Regions from separate parts of the Sus scrofa genome. Here regions 2 and 3 are each linked to region 1. A link is a contact called in public HiChIP or PLAC-seq and promoter capture Hi-C data. All regions are on one chromosome and are shown on one strand. Each heading gives the region's core, a stretch centred on a gene start, on an enhancer-like site or on the middle of the called end of the contact. The rest is flanking DNA. Distances are from core to core; before and after follow the strand shown. Region 1 holds the start of LOC100155534 (verprolin). Region 2 holds the start of SNAP29 (synaptosomal-associated protein 29). Region 3 holds the start of TOP3B (DNA topoisomerase 3-beta-1).

Region 1 (4,716 bases), core at 1,349-3,848:
CCTGCCCCCGTGTGACTCACAAAATCAGACTTGACTTTGAAATATATAGTATGTGCCTTTAAAAACAGGACAAGCCTCCTCTAAGAGATCAGGCAGACCCCTGATTAACACCCCATCATGTCATGTTATGCTTATAATAGTTCACACTTTATATGTTTATTTGTATTTTTTAAAGAGTACAGTGCAAGGCACTGCCAAAAGAGGAAAAAAAAAACTACATGGTCTCTGCCCTCAGGGCCTTCCCGTGTAAAGAGAGTGTCAGCCACAGAGAGAAAAGTGTGATCTAACAGGTTCTGGTGGAGGAACATTGATGCTTTGGAGCCAAAGGAAGGCTTTTCCTAGGAGGGGACATTTGAGCAGAGCCCTGCGTTCACAAGCCCCTCCCAGTAAGGGCAGGAGACAGCTGCATGGGGTCTTTGGCCAGTGGGTACAGGATCACCTCCAGCCATAATGCCTGAAACCAAGAGGGAGGGAGGATGGGTCTGAGTCAGGTGACCCTGGGAGGGAGGAACCCAAGGGGTCAGGAGCATGTGGCATTGTCCCTCATCCTCCAGGGATGCCAGGGCTTCTGCCTCCAGGGTGGGGGTGAAGCCAGTGTCCACGGGTGCTTAGCCACCAATAAGGTGTACTCCCAAATGCCCATGCAGGGACCTGGGCTCCCTTGCAAAGCAACAGGTTTGAATGACTGTCACTGAGCACACAAAAATCTCTCGTCCTGATGATGGGGCCAGGCTCCTTGGCAGTTCAAGCCCTAGTGCCAGCTGTGAGGGTGGGCGTGACAGGCACCCCACAGTCTCTCCTGCAGGCTCAGGGCAGCATTTGTCCCCAGGAGAGAACAGGTGGGCTAGGTCAGAGGGCACGAGCTGCAGGTTTTGTATCCCAAGTCCACTGTCCACCCCAGACTGTGCTTATCCTGCTGTGAACCCAGAACATCCTCTCTAGGCCTGGCCCTCCCTAGGCCTTCAAAGAGGGCTGGTCTTAGGGCACCTCCACGTGGTTAAGGGTCTAAGCCAGGTCCAGTTAGACCCTCTGTGCAAAGCAATGGGCCTTTCTCCACTGGGTCCTGACCAAACCTGGAGCCCCCAGGCTTACCTGAGTGCTGGTTGCAAAGATCATCTTCAAACCATAGCTTTTCTGACTCTGGGGTCTCTGCCCCTGCCCTGTCCAGCCAGGACCCAGACAGAGAGCTTAGGGGATGAGTTTCCAGCTCTGCCCTCACCTGACGTTCTGATGGAGGGTCCAGCCCTGCTCCGCACCTGCACCTAATTGCTAGGAAGCAGAATGAGGCAGCAAGACCCCCCTCCCCCCAGGCACTGTGGACGGCAGGCTGGGCCTGACTGATGCCCTTTCATCATTGCACTGCTTCCCAGTGGCCCACAGTAGTGCAACAGGGAAAGAGTGTCAGGCAGGCCTGCCAGAGCCTCTCCTGGTGGTCCAGGGTTGGTGGTGAGTGGGGATCTGAGACTTGGAATGCAGGCCCACTGGGGCGGGGCCTCTGCCTGGGGAGAAGTGTGCCCTCTGACCCCAGAGGCCCAGGCCTGGCCAGGATCTCAAGTTTCCATGGAGAAGTGAGCGAACTGGGCAGGGGGGAAGGGAGGGCCTGTGGGTCCAGGGGCTTGGCCTGGGCAGGGGAAGTGGAAGTGTGGGGGAGGGGGTCCCCAAGGCTGGTCCCAGATGCTTTGACAATATCATTGCACTGCTCCTCAAAGCACAGTAGTGCAACCTCGTCAGAGCACCTGCGGCCAGCAGGGGGGACCCCAACCGATCCCAAGACAGTCGGAGCGGCAAGCTCCACTGAGGGTGGGTGGGGCTAGGGGCCCATTCCTAGAATCAGGGCAGAGAGGGGACAGATTTTCAGTGGGGCTGCCTTCCTCGAGGTCCTCAGAACCCCAAGGCAGCCAGACCTTCCCCAGCACCTCCAGATTGCCATGGAGGAGCGACCCCAGACCAAGAGGCAGCTCCAATCCCGGAGCTCGAGCCGACGGGGGGAAAGGGCGCACACACAAAGGAGAGGGGCCGGCGCGGCAAGGTTGTCCTTAGCCCACTCACGCCCAGGGCGAGGGTGGATACTGCCCGACGACCATGCTCCCTACCCCGTTCCGCGTCTCTGGAAGAAGAAAGCTGGCCCCACTCCGGGTCGACGTGCCCCTGCCGGCTCAGGCCCCATCCCTGGCCCCTGGTTCCTGGTCCCCAACTTGAGCTCCGCGTTCTGTCCAGTAGATTCCCTGCCCGGCGACCCAGAGCGAAGAAGAAGCACGGGGGGTGTTTCCCGCCTCTCTGGGGTTCCCTGCCCGGAGGGGACGCCCGGAGTCCTGGCTGCGCCCCTCCACACACTCCACCGGGTAGGGCCGCCCTGCCCGCGCTCCCACCTTGGCCCCGGCTACTCACACGGCGGGATGCCCCTTACGCCCCGGGGCGGGACAGGACTCGGGAGGTTACCGGGAAAGGTTTGGATGGCAGTCTGCCCGCGGTGACCCCCAGGACCACCCCGCACCTCGTGGCGCCCTCTCGCCGCCGGCTCCATCTTTAACCCGCTGACAGGCGGCGGCCCAGCCCCCGGCTTCTTAGCATAGCGCCGCGCTGATTGGCCAGCGCCTGCGGGGGCCTAGCCTCCCGCACGCCCATTGGCTGAGGCCAGAGCGATTTCAAAATAGCCTGCGGGCCCGGATTGGCCGGGCGCGGGCCGAGGCTGCGGCTCCGCGGTTTTAACAATGAGTTCTACAAACACTTTCTCCCCATTCATAACTTATCAAAAGGAACTTTGCCCGCCTTTTCGCAGCTCCAGGCTCCGCGAGTTTTTTGGCTGCGCCGGCAAGAGAGCTTGGAAGCCCGGTGGGGGCGCAGACCTCGCGACCAAGCCCCCTGGGGAGGTGGCTGCGACCCGAGGAAAATGCTGAGACCCGCAGTCCACCCCGTCTCCTCTGGGCCGCTGGCTACCTCGTTTTGCTAACTGAAATCTTTCCCTGGGCCTCCCGGAAGGGCACGTTCGCCTGCGGTGGGCTCTCTGACTGGGGTAGCCCCCTCCCCACGGCATCGCGGGACTTGACACAAATGAGATTTGCTTGAAGCCGCTGAATAGGCCTGGGCTTCAGGACCTGGTCTTGGAGCCCCAGGAGCCTTGTGGAACGATGGGAGGCACAGGGAAGGGGGCTTCGCTTGGGTACCTGCGTGATTGTGGATAACCATTCCATTAAGTTCTTACGGAGCCTGACGACCCGGAATGATGTACACCAGCTCTCCTGGCCCTCACAGAGCTGCAGTGTGTGTTGGGGGTGGGGTGGGGGGTGATTTGGCTACCATGCATCTGGGCCCTTTCCTCTTTTATTCTCCGTCCAAAGCCTGAGAGTAAATGCTACGCAGGAAGGTGCAGCTGGGTTTGAGTCTTCAGCAATCTTGGTTGCCTCGTCTGCAGAATTAAGAAGAGAATTGAACTGTGCTTCTTACAGGTGTTGCCAGGAGCAAATAAGATGCTGTGCAAATCATTGACCTAGGGCCTGGCACTTAGTTTTCAATAAATGAGAGCACCACGGCTGCTGCTGATGCAGTTTTGATTCTTGGTCTTGCCCTGCATTCTGCATGCAGCCATCTCACCTGCTCCCACAGCTTCAGCCTTGATTTCCCAAGGATTCCTACATGCTGTGCACTGTTGGATTCTGCTCTTAATTAATACTTCTCACTTTTCTGTGTGTGGTAATTGGAAAGTGAGGTGACAGAAGCAGAAGCAGGCTCTTACAGCCCAGAGGGGCCAGAGGAGTGCAATGTGGTCCACATTGCTGGTGCCCCGCCTCCATTCCCTTGACACTCACCTCTACAGAAAGGATGCTTCTCTGGCTGAGGACTACTGGGCAATTGGGAAGTGCTGCAGAGTAAATCCCTGCCCCACCCCACCCCCAGCAGCCCTCAGACAATGAGAGAAGATATGTTGGTTGGATGAGTGCCCCACTTTCTAGCCTTTGGTGGAGAGAACTCTAATGTATGTTCTCCATGGGGTCCTAGAGCTCCCCAGTGTGAATAAGGCTTCATCGGCTGCCTTCCTGCTCCTCTAAGCCCTATTCCTCCGCCTCAGTGTTTTGTGGGATCACCTACCAACAACCTGCTTGCACTCCTGTCTCAGGTCATATGAGTGATGGTAGAGAAATCTAGACTTGTAGACACTATTCAAGAGGTTTGAGCAGGAGTTCCCCTTGTGGCTCAGTGGTAAAGAACCTGACTATTATCCATGAGGATGTGAGTTCAATCTCTGGCCTGGTTCATTGGGTTAAGGATCCAATGTTGCCATGAGCTGTGGTATAGTTTGCTGATGCAGCTTGGCTCCAGTGTTTCTATGACTGCAGTGTAGTTTGGTGGCTGCAGCTCCGATTCAGCCCCTAACCTAGGAACTTCCATATGCCACAGGCATAGCCAAAAAAAGAAAAAAAAAAAAAAAAAGGCTTGAGCAGAGCAAGAGCTCATAGGGGAGAGGGCAGGGGGAGCAAAGGACCTAACCGTGACCCTCCTCCCCTCAGGTCTCACATTGACTAGAGCTTTTCTCTCACCCACTAAGGTCAATGAGTTCTCAAAAGTGAGGTGCTCTGCCCACCCTCCTCCAAGCCCCTTCCAACCAGCTGCCACCCCCATCCTCTCCTTGGGCTCTATTATTCTCATCCTGCAAAGTCGCATCCTCCACCTCCAGCAGCTCCCCAAAGCCTCTAGGGATGTAATCTCCACTATCACCTC
Region 2 (4,716 bases), core at 1,467-3,966, 250 kb after region 1:
GGAGTTGTTTCGGGGTCCCCAAGACTCACACATGTACACAGTCATACTCATGGTTAAAGTTCATTACAGTGCAGATACCCGCAGGGGAAAACCTACAGATGGGATCTGGAGAAACCCTCCTCTCATTTCCCCTGTATAGCAGCAAACAATGCTGGTATAATATTTGTGCCTGCAGAAGTCCACTAGAGACACAGCCCCCAAGGTTTTTACTGAAGGCTGGTCACTTAGGCCCTGCCTGCTTAGATTCCAGATTCCTGAGGGAAAGCAGGACTTCAACATAAACCATACTGCTCCAACAGAGTCTAGACAGTGTGAATCACCCTTATCAGTTAGCATAAGAACTGAGCAGTTCAAGAGCAAATTTCCTGATGCCAGCCAGGCCAACCTTGCAGGCAAACCCTTCTGAGGACAGCAGCCTCAGGCCTGTTCTCTTAACTCTTTCCAGAATTGGCTGTAAATGAGCCAATGAAACTAAAGTAGCTCCCAGAGTAAGAGCTATTAGGGAGCCAGGGACCAAAATGCTGGATTAATCAGTTGAAAAACATTTATCTTGACAATCTAAGCAGTTCCAGAAGATACAAAGCTAACAACGTGGCAGCTGCAGAATCTTCTTGTGACTAGTACAGAAGGGTGAAAAGGGTAAGAAGAGCTGAAGGTGCATTTTTCAGTTCCTGAGTGGGGAAGGCTGCCACCACTGCAGGAGCCGCAGGACCCTCTCCTCCAAGTTCATCCACTTCCCTGCAAGCCCAGCAAGCAAACTTCTGATGTGCTCCTTGGTCCTCCTACTAAGAAGAGAATGTGCTGACCAGCTGGCAGGGATTTGTTTCCGTAAAACCAGCACTGTGGTCCATTAGTCAGGCTCGTGCAATGGTAACAGGGATCATCCATTATGTACTCACAAGCCTGCCTTTATTTGTGTTATTCTGTTAATCTTCACAGTACTCTTACCAAGGAGTGTACCCTTGTATTTTGCAGGAAAAAGCAGAGGGACAGACTGAGGAACTCAGCTGCCCAGAGTCACACCAATGCGTGCGAATTTAGGGTTTAGGCGTTCCCATCTTGGCTCAGCAGAAACAAATCTGACTAGCATCCATGAGAATGAACACAGGTTCCATCCCTGGCCTCACTCAGTGGGTTAAGGATCCGCCATTGCCATGACCTGTGGTGGAGGTCACAGACACAGCTTGGATCCTACGTTGCTGTGGCTGTGGTATAGGCCAACAGCTACAGCTCTGATTCCACCCCTAGCCTGGGAACCTACATATGCTGCACAAGCGGCCCTAAAAAGCAAAAACAAAACAAAACAAAAAACAGGGTTTAAACTCAGGTGATCCTATCTCTACAACCAGTATTCTTTCCCTTCCATTGCACTTGCCCTCTGATTAGAAGTCAGGTAGGCATCAGTCTCCAGGCCCTGCTCACCCTCCAAGTTTGAGAACCTACAAAGCCAAGGAAGGCCTAGGTCAGCCTGCTAAAGTGCCTAAAACGATTTCACCGGGCACCAGAGCCACTCCCAACTGTCAGACAACAATCTTTCCATGTGCCAGGAGGCTGTGCAGAATCATCCCATCCCTTCAATGCTAACACATTGCATCGAGTCTCATCACACACACGTGGCATGGGGGAGCTGCCCTTTACTGTCCAACTCTTTGTCAGGCATGTTATGCTAGAACTCAAGAACGACTTCATTTCACAGATAAGGAAACAGAGGCTCCGAGGGTTGAAGTAACTTGTTCAAGACGACATACAGCGACAGTGCAGGTACCTTCTCAAACTAAAAGCTGTTTCCCCCCATCCCAGGCATCCGTGGGGCTGCCTCTCCCCCTCTCCAAGATAAGGAACGCTCCGGGGTGAGTTCTTTTTTCTTCAAACACCCGCTTCCCCGGTCTGAAGACCCCTCTAATCTCGCAAGAAAACAGTGCGCAGCAGACCTGCGTTTCAGAAAGCGCTCCCCGACACTACCCCACCGCCCTTCACCTCCAAGGACAAAGCGCTTACAAGCACCCCTTCCCCGAGGAAGGCAGCGCCCAAAGTCACCAAAAAAAGGCAGGGCGAGCGGGGGCCACCCCAGGTTCGACCACGGCCCCCGCCGCCTCCGCCTAGCGGTGTCACTAGGCGGCCCCGGCCTAGCCCGCCGGGAGCTCACAACCACCCGCCCGCCACACGCCCGCCGGCCCCCTGCCGCACCGGCCTCCTTCACGAGCTCCTCGCGCCCCCGGCAGCCGAGGCCCACCTCGGCCTCTGCAGACCCCAGCCGCGCCTCCAGCGCCCCGGCCCCCTCCTCCTGTCAGCCCGCACTGGGCCGCCAAACTACCTTCTCCAAGGAAGCCGGCCTCTGCACCGCCAAGGAGCGGGCCAGCGACAGGACTGTGTTGAAATAGAAGCCCCGCGACGCGCCGGCGCCGGAGGCTGAGCCGGGGCCGGCGCCGCCGCCGCCGCTTCCCCGGGCCGCGGCCGCCGCCATCGTCGCGCACCGCGGCGCCACCCGCCGGCTTTCCGCAACCGGCCCGCGAGCGCCAGAGCCCACAGCGCAGGTGCGGCCTCATCCGGCCGCCCCACCACGTGACCTCGCTGACACCGGTGGGGCGTGGCCGCGGGCTGCTCCACTGCCCGCGGGGGTTGGGGGCAGGGCGGCCGCTGTGCCGCGCGCGAGGCGTGGTTTCCCCCCGTGGCGGGACCCGATGGTCGACTCCGGAGGCGGGGCCTCTACGCACTGCAGGCGGAAAGAACTCGCGCTGTGCTGGCAGCAAGCGAACCGACGCTTCTCTGGGGCCTTGGCTAGCCCGCGGCCCCCAGTGCCCCCCCTCACCTCGGCCGCGCCCCCTTCCTCCGGCCCACCGCGGGCCAAGCACCGCCGCCATGTCGGCCTACCCCAGAAGCTATAACCCGTTCGATGATGACGCGGAGGACGAGGGCGCCCGGCCAGCGCCGTGGACTGATGCCCGCAACCTCACGGACGGGCCCGAGTCGCCCGCTGACCGGCAGCAGGCCCTGCGGCAGGAGGTGCTGCGCCGGGCCGAGGCCACGGTCGCCAGCACGGGAAGGTCCCTGTCCCTCATGTACGAGTCCGAGAGGATAGGAGTCGCCTCTTCTGAGGTGAGTCCGCGGTCCCCTGTGTTATTGGGGTCGCCCAGTGGGCTGGGAAGGGTCCTAGCGCTTTAGCGGCTGGAAGGTTGGTACGATCTGTCAGCCCGGTAAAGAAAAGTCTAAAGTACTCGAAAGGGGCGGTTTGCTTCCGGCAACCTCGCTGAACTCTTAGTCGCCTAGTTTCTTTTTTTTCTACTTCTAGTACACAGGCAATCTCCATGCCCTGGCCTATCTAGGCGAGTAAAGGTTCTGAATAGCAGACCCGATTAGGGAAGTGGAGAATGTGTTTCTCTTACACGATTTCCTGGGCAGCATCCAGGCTGAATCCTGCCAGAGTGACCTAGCAAGGACTGTGACTGCTAGTGTCTGAAAGCATCCGAGGAAATGGGCCTTGAGTTCTTCCCCGAAACTGATGGCTTTTCCACCTCGCCTTGAGGTGTGTTGAGTTCTCCGCCTGGACGACTGCTGAGTGAGCCAGAGCCCAGTAGAGTGGGGAGCCCTTCCCTTCCCTTCCCAATACAAACGAAGGTGTCTGAGACTGACACTGTGTGGTCTGTGATGATCTGTTGCTCCGTTTCATCTTTGTCAGTTCCTCTTTCCATTCATAGACGATTTCAGAGTTGGACCTTTTTAAAGTTTTTAAAAATTTAATAGCATGTTACAGCAATATCAGCTAGGAATGATTCATCTTAAGCACTTGTAGCTCTGGAAGCTAAAGCTTTGTCTCACCCCATGGGTCTTTTCATTAACTCTTTTCTCTGCAAAGTTACTGACCTGGTTACTTACAGTTTTGAGGTATATCGCATCATTCTCCCATAGCCACTTGCTTGGCTTATTTCCCTTCCCCACTTCTCCCAGTTACTGGCTCCCTCATTGTCATACCTGCCTGTCTTCAGCCTCATCAAGGAAGTTTAGCGTATGTCTACTGGTTCCTATATTCGAGTCTCAGTGGAAGGTATCGACTTAGATTTGGGAGGAATGCCTGAGGCCTTAGGGCCCTGAGAGGAGTGGGTCACTTAAGGATCCCCAGCTCAAGGAAGCCAACTAAGAACTGCTTGAAAAGACATATTTGGCAACTGAAAACAAATGAAGTAGGAAATCAAAATGATATACAGTAGAAGATGGTGGCAGAGGTTACACTGGAATTTGGCTATTAAGGCTAAGGTGTAGATAGGAGGAGGAAGAGGAGGGAGAGGGTGTTCCCAGGGAAAAGAGGATCCATGCAAAGGCACTGGCCAAACACTGCAGCTCCTGGGCTCCTGAGCAGGGACGTGATGGCCTGGAAGCCTTCCAGGGCAAGGGCCTGGAGGAGAAACTTAGGACCTGGTGTGGGCAGAGGGAAGGTCAAGAGCACCAAAAACAGGATGGACTTGTTTCATACTGATTGTGGTAACAAGCCCCCTGCTGCCTCCCAAAGTTGGCTTTCTCCTAGCAATGGGGACCAGTGAGAACAAAGGCAGAGTGGCACCTCAGGCTGTGAGGCTTGGTGTGGCCAAGCCAGGTGTTGCTCTGAGAAGTACAGCATGATCATGACTGGGCTGGTGACAGGCTTTGTCATCAATGTGATTACACATTGAATTTTTCCTGGTTTGAATCAGTTCTCAATTATCAGAGGCCCTGGGAGGCAGG
Region 3 (4,716 bases), core at 599-3,098, 230 kb before region 1:
TGTATCCTAGACCCCAGACACCGAGGCCGGTTGGGTCATCACAGACTAGGCCTGGAGCCTGAAGAAATGACAAGAAGGAGAAAGCAGAGAGAAACCCTGTGGCCAGCAGCTGACCTGACCTCTGGGACCCTGCTGCCTAGTTTTGAATCCAGCTCTGCCATTTACACCTGTGTGACCTGTTTCCGTATATGTGATATCAAGATAATGATATTATCTAGTCTCTAGAGTTGTAATGAGAATCAAATGCCTTGAAAATAGAGAAGGGCCCAGGAGTTCCCATCATGGCTCAGTGGAAACAAATCTGACTAGTATCCATGAGGACGTGGGTTCGATCCCTGGTCTCGCTCAATGGCTTAAGGATCCGGCATTGCTGTGAGCTGTGGTGTAGATTTCAGACACAGCGTTGCTATGGCTGTGGCTGTGGCTGGCATCTATAACTCCAATTTGACCCCTACCCTGGGAAACTCCATATGTCACAGGTGCAGCCCTAGAAAGACAAAAAAAAGAAAAGAAAAGAAAAAAAAAAAAAAAAAAACAGAGAAGGGCCCAGCACAAAGTAAGCACAGGGTGATGTTAACTATTAACAGTATCAGGAAAACCAAGGCCCAGCCTGTGTCCAACCAGAAAGAAAGGAGACCCAGGAGCTCAGCCATCACACCCACCACCCCAGCACCTCAGTGAGGGGGGCCTAAGGACTTTTCTCAACCTGACTCATTTGTCCATGTAAGGGGCCCCAGGGTGGCCAGACCGCTGCTCCCCAGGAGGCAAGTGGGGAGGACTCAGCTGCAGAGTGTACAGGCCAACTGCACTTTCTCAGCTTGATGGAGACCCCTGCGTTTCTGGAGCCGACCACTCAGAGCCCCTCCTCTTGTCCAGCCCTCAGGTCCCTCCTCTTGCTCTGCAGAATGAACCCCTGAGCTGGATTAAGTGACAGAGGAGCTCTGGTTTTGCCTCTCTGGCAGCTAATGACACCCGGGACTCGACCTTAGCACTGGCCACCTTCAGTGGGGGCTGCATGGAGACAGACTACAAGGCAGTGATGTGGGGGCCAGGAGGGAGATGGCTCAGGATGGTGGCAGCCAAGGCAAGGAGGCTGGATTGGATCTCAAGTATATTTTGAAGACGGTGATGGATAAGGAGTGTGAGAAAGAGGAATCCGGAATGCCTGCAGCTTGAGCCACCAGGAGGATGGGATTGCCATTTTGGAGATGGAGAACCTGCCAAGGAGGGGGTTTGCAATCAGCAGTTCTGTTTTGAGAGTGAGATCTCATGGTGACAGAATTTTGGGCATTTCCCAATCTTAATTTGGCCATAGAACTTTCCTTTTTCCAGGGCATCTGTCAGGGCTGGTTTCAATAAAGGCAAATTGGGGGAGATGTCTAGGGGAGCAAAGGAAGTGTGTGCACTCTATTATGTAAAATATGTAAAAATAAAGCCATAAAAATTACTTTAAATCTTCCATAATCTTATAGTTCTAACACGAAAGAGACGATTATATTCCAATTCGTTTTCCAGATATGTTTTACATAGATCATTCATTCATTCCACAGATGTTTATAGCATTGAAAGAAGCCTGCTATACACACATCTGTAGTTTTTAGTTTTTAATTATGAACAACATATATGTTTTCACGCTTATCCAGTTTTCATCTTTGTAGATAATTGTCATTATTGCCTCCCCGCGGCCAGGAAGAATGGGGCGGAGGGTTTGGGAACCCCTTGCGGACCGCAGCAGGGCGAAACCAGGGCGGGGTTTGGGAACCCCTGCGGACCCGGAATGCTAGGCTAGAGCCGACTGGAGGATGTGCCCCGGAACGCTTGCGCCTCGGAACCCGCAGACACCGGCGTGCGGCGCCGGAGGGCACGTGGGGGACGACGTCCGCGGCCGGACCCGGAAGCAGGTCGCCGAAGGCCGCGGGGAGGGAGAGGCGGAGCGGGATCCGCGACGCGGTGAGCGGCGGACGGCGGGTGGCGGGCGGCTCGGGAGCGGGTCCAGGCCGGGCTCCGGTTCTCGGCGCCTCCTCCCGCTGGGCGGGGCTGGGAGCGCCCAGAGGGAGCTGGCGCTGCCCCTGAAGCCTCTGTGGACCGAGCCGTCGGTGGGGCCGCGCCGCGGGCGACAGACTCGGGGTTCGCGGTCCAGGCTCCGCTGCTGCCCCCGGCCCAGCTCGGTCTGGAGGGAGCCGGGGCGTGTTTCTCCACGGGGAGTGGTTGGTGCAGAAGAAGGAAGGAGGGAGGGAGAGCACTTTTGTGAACAAATTCGCTGGAATCCAGGCAGTACTTTCTCACAAAGGCCTCATTTTACCTCTTTTGTCCCTCAGCCTTAGAACAGGTCATGGAGTTCCCGTCGTGGCGCAGTGGTTAGCGAATCCGACTAGGAACCATGAGGATGAGGGTTCAATCCCTGGCCTCACTCAGTGGGTTAAGGATTCCGCGTTGCTGTGACTGTGGCCTAGGCCTGTGGCTACAGCTCCGATTAGACCCCTAGTCTGGGAACCTCCATATGCCACGGGTTGGCCCAAAAAAGACAAAAAAAAAGAACAGGTCATGAAAATTCAGCCCAGCCTGGGCTCGGTGGCCAGCGAGTTCTGGGGTCCCTAGAGCCCTGACAAAGGTCACCTGACACTAGTCTGAATTGTTTTCAACCTCCCAGTCTACCCAGTTTCAAAAATTACAACGTAGGCCTTGTAGCATTGCTGGCAAGATAAAATACAGTTGTGTTTTCAGCTATAGCATGGCTGCAGAGGAGGAGCTTAAAGGGTGGTTTGTCCTCCTGACTCCATAGGTGTTTGATAAAGTGACTAAGGCGGGAAACCCTAGGGCTCTAAGTGATAAACAGACCACTGCTAGGCCTCCATTCCCAGGCTAGATCCACTTGTGTGATCCACCTGTGTGTAAGTCACTGGTGGTAAAGGACTTTATCTACAGTGCTTCCAAAAGACACATACCATTGTCTTGTGAGTGGCCAGGGTTATAACAAGTTAACCTCTACTTCCTTTGATTTTCAGCCCTCTAATTATAGCCTTAATTTGGGGTGTTTGCTGTTAATATCCTCTTAGCACTCGCTAATCTCCTTTTATGCAATAGAGGACAAACTTCAGGCTCAGAGCTTTGGCAGGCAACAAAATTGAACTTGAGTTCCTGTTGTGGCTCAGTGGTAACAAACCCAACTAGTATCCATGAGGACTCGGGTTCAATCCCTGACCTCAGCTCAGTGAATTAAGGATCCAGCATTGCTTTGAGCTGCAGTGTAGGTTGTAAACACAACTTGGATCCCTTGTTGCTGTGGCTGTGGCACAGGCCGGTAGCTCTTGCTCTGATTTGAGCCCTTGCCTGGGAACCTACATATGCCTCAAGTGTGGCCCTAAAAAGACGAAAAAACAAAAATGAAATTAAACACGATAGGCCATGTAGGTTACTGGAAAGAATCTAGTTCTGGTTATTGACTACAGGCTTTAAGCTCCTAAGAGGCTATAGAATTTCCCTTTTGTATATATTCAAGCTTTTTCTTAAAGGCAGAACCTTAAGTTAATAATAATATCAGTAAAGCAAAGATGTTAAGATGGTATATAAATGAAATTTTGCAAACCACTGTTTTCAGCTTCTGTTCTCATTGGCTTCCATTTTGAAATTGGAGATATGTCTTCATGGAAAAATAGGGAGGCCTCAAGATTATCAGAGAACATTTGTTGAGAGTGCAGAAATCTTTTTAAGAGGTAGAGCTTGGTGCAGTTGGGGGGCGGGGGGAAAGTACCTGGCTAGAAGTAGAGCAGCATGCATTTCTGCCCCAAACTTTGGAAAATTGCTTCCTCTGAGTCTTAGTTTGCTCCTCTTTAAGATGGTTGTACCTGATCTAAGCCTCACTGGTGACCTACGCCACAGCTTGCAGCAATGCCAGATCCTTAACACACTGAGTGAGGCCAGGGATCCAACCTGCACCCTCACGGACACTATGTCAGGGTCTTAACCTGCTGAGCCACAACGGGAACTCCCCAGTTTTTAAATTTTAAACATGATAAAGTATTTTCATTATTCATTTTGCAGGTAGAATCACTCTTTTATATCTTCAGCGATCATCCATTCAGTAGTATTTGCTCACCATCTACTCCTTGCCATTGGAGTAACACCCCTGTTCTCCTGGAGTTTACTTTTAGAGTGGTAAGTGCTGCAGGGATGCAAGGCATCTCCCCCCGGGGTGCTCTCAGAGGCCAGACAGGTGAGGGCCACAAACTTGAACTCTCGACTGTGCAGTTCCCACTGCGGAGCAGCACAACACGGCCCCCACCCAAGGACCCTGGCAGAACAATTATACCACAATTACTGGCTACACTTGTGATATTACTGCGAGAAAAACTGAGGGGACATCATAGGATAAATCCTTCCTCCTACTCTGGAAGGGATGGGAAACTTGGAAGCCCTCACAGAGCAATCTCCATTTGCCACCACTTTCCACTTCTGGCCTCTGGTGTCTCTGGGCTGGGGAAGGGGAGTCTCTGGATGGTCCTGGGCCTCTGACACTTCCCATAGCAGAACAGAGGCTGGATAAGAACAGCTTTGGTTGTTCATTCATTCAGCAGACATTCAGTGAGTGCTGGTGCATAGATCACAAACCACACACCATCCATGGGGGGGATGCAGCAGCAGTGGTTTTTAGGGAGAGGGCAGGGAGTCAGAGGAAGTAGACCAAGGTGGAAGCAGGAACGACCATGACTCTGGAGG

What was found. Promoter capture Hi-C pulls out the DNA fragments that hold promoters and counts their contacts. HiChIP or PLAC-seq counts read pairs in DNA pulled down with a chosen protein or histone mark.
Region 2: a contact with region 1 is called in a promoter capture Hi-C map of liver, with 4 times the contacts expected there. The contact joins the promoter of SNAP29 here to the promoter of LOC100155534 in region 1. A contact is called at or near these places in 3 of 5 promoter capture datasets (fetal liver and liver), 2 of 47 Hi-C or Micro-C datasets (embryonic fibroblasts and heart right ventricle) and 2 of 2 datasets of contacts at active chromatin or transcription factors (alveolar macrophages and skeletal muscle).
Region 3: an H3K27ac HiChIP or PLAC-seq map of alveolar macrophages shows a contact between it and region 1. The contact joins the promoter of TOP3B here to the promoter of LOC100155534 in region 1. A contact is called at or near these places in 2 of 5 promoter capture datasets (fetal liver and fetal skeletal muscle) and 1 of 2 datasets of contacts at active chromatin or transcription factors (alveolar macrophages).

Annotation. Positions count from the first base shown.
Region 1 is chr14:50,243,710-50,248,425 of Sscrofa11.1, forward strand. It overlaps LOC100155534 (verprolin), which reads right to left and starts at 2,599. Exons shown (of 7, transcript XM_013983173.2): 1 at 2,389-2,599. The coding sequence starts at 2,524. MIR130B (microRNA 130b) reads right to left here and starts at 1,411; the gene lies at 1,332-1,411.
Region 2 is chr14:50,489,471-50,494,186 of Sscrofa11.1, forward strand. It overlaps SNAP29 (synaptosomal-associated protein 29), which reads left to right and starts at 2,717. Exons shown (of 5, transcript XM_003132993.4): 1 at 2,717-3,096. The coding sequence starts at 2,860. PI4KA (phosphatidylinositol 4-kinase alpha) reads right to left here and starts at 2,513. Exons shown (of 55, transcript XM_001929569.6): 1 at 2,315-2,513. The coding sequence starts at 2,464.
Region 3 is chr14:50,018,564-50,023,279 of Sscrofa11.1, forward strand. TOP3B (DNA topoisomerase 3-beta-1) reads left to right here and starts at 1,849. Exons shown (of 19, transcript XM_021072739.1): 1 at 1,849-1,950; 2 at 4,042-4,155.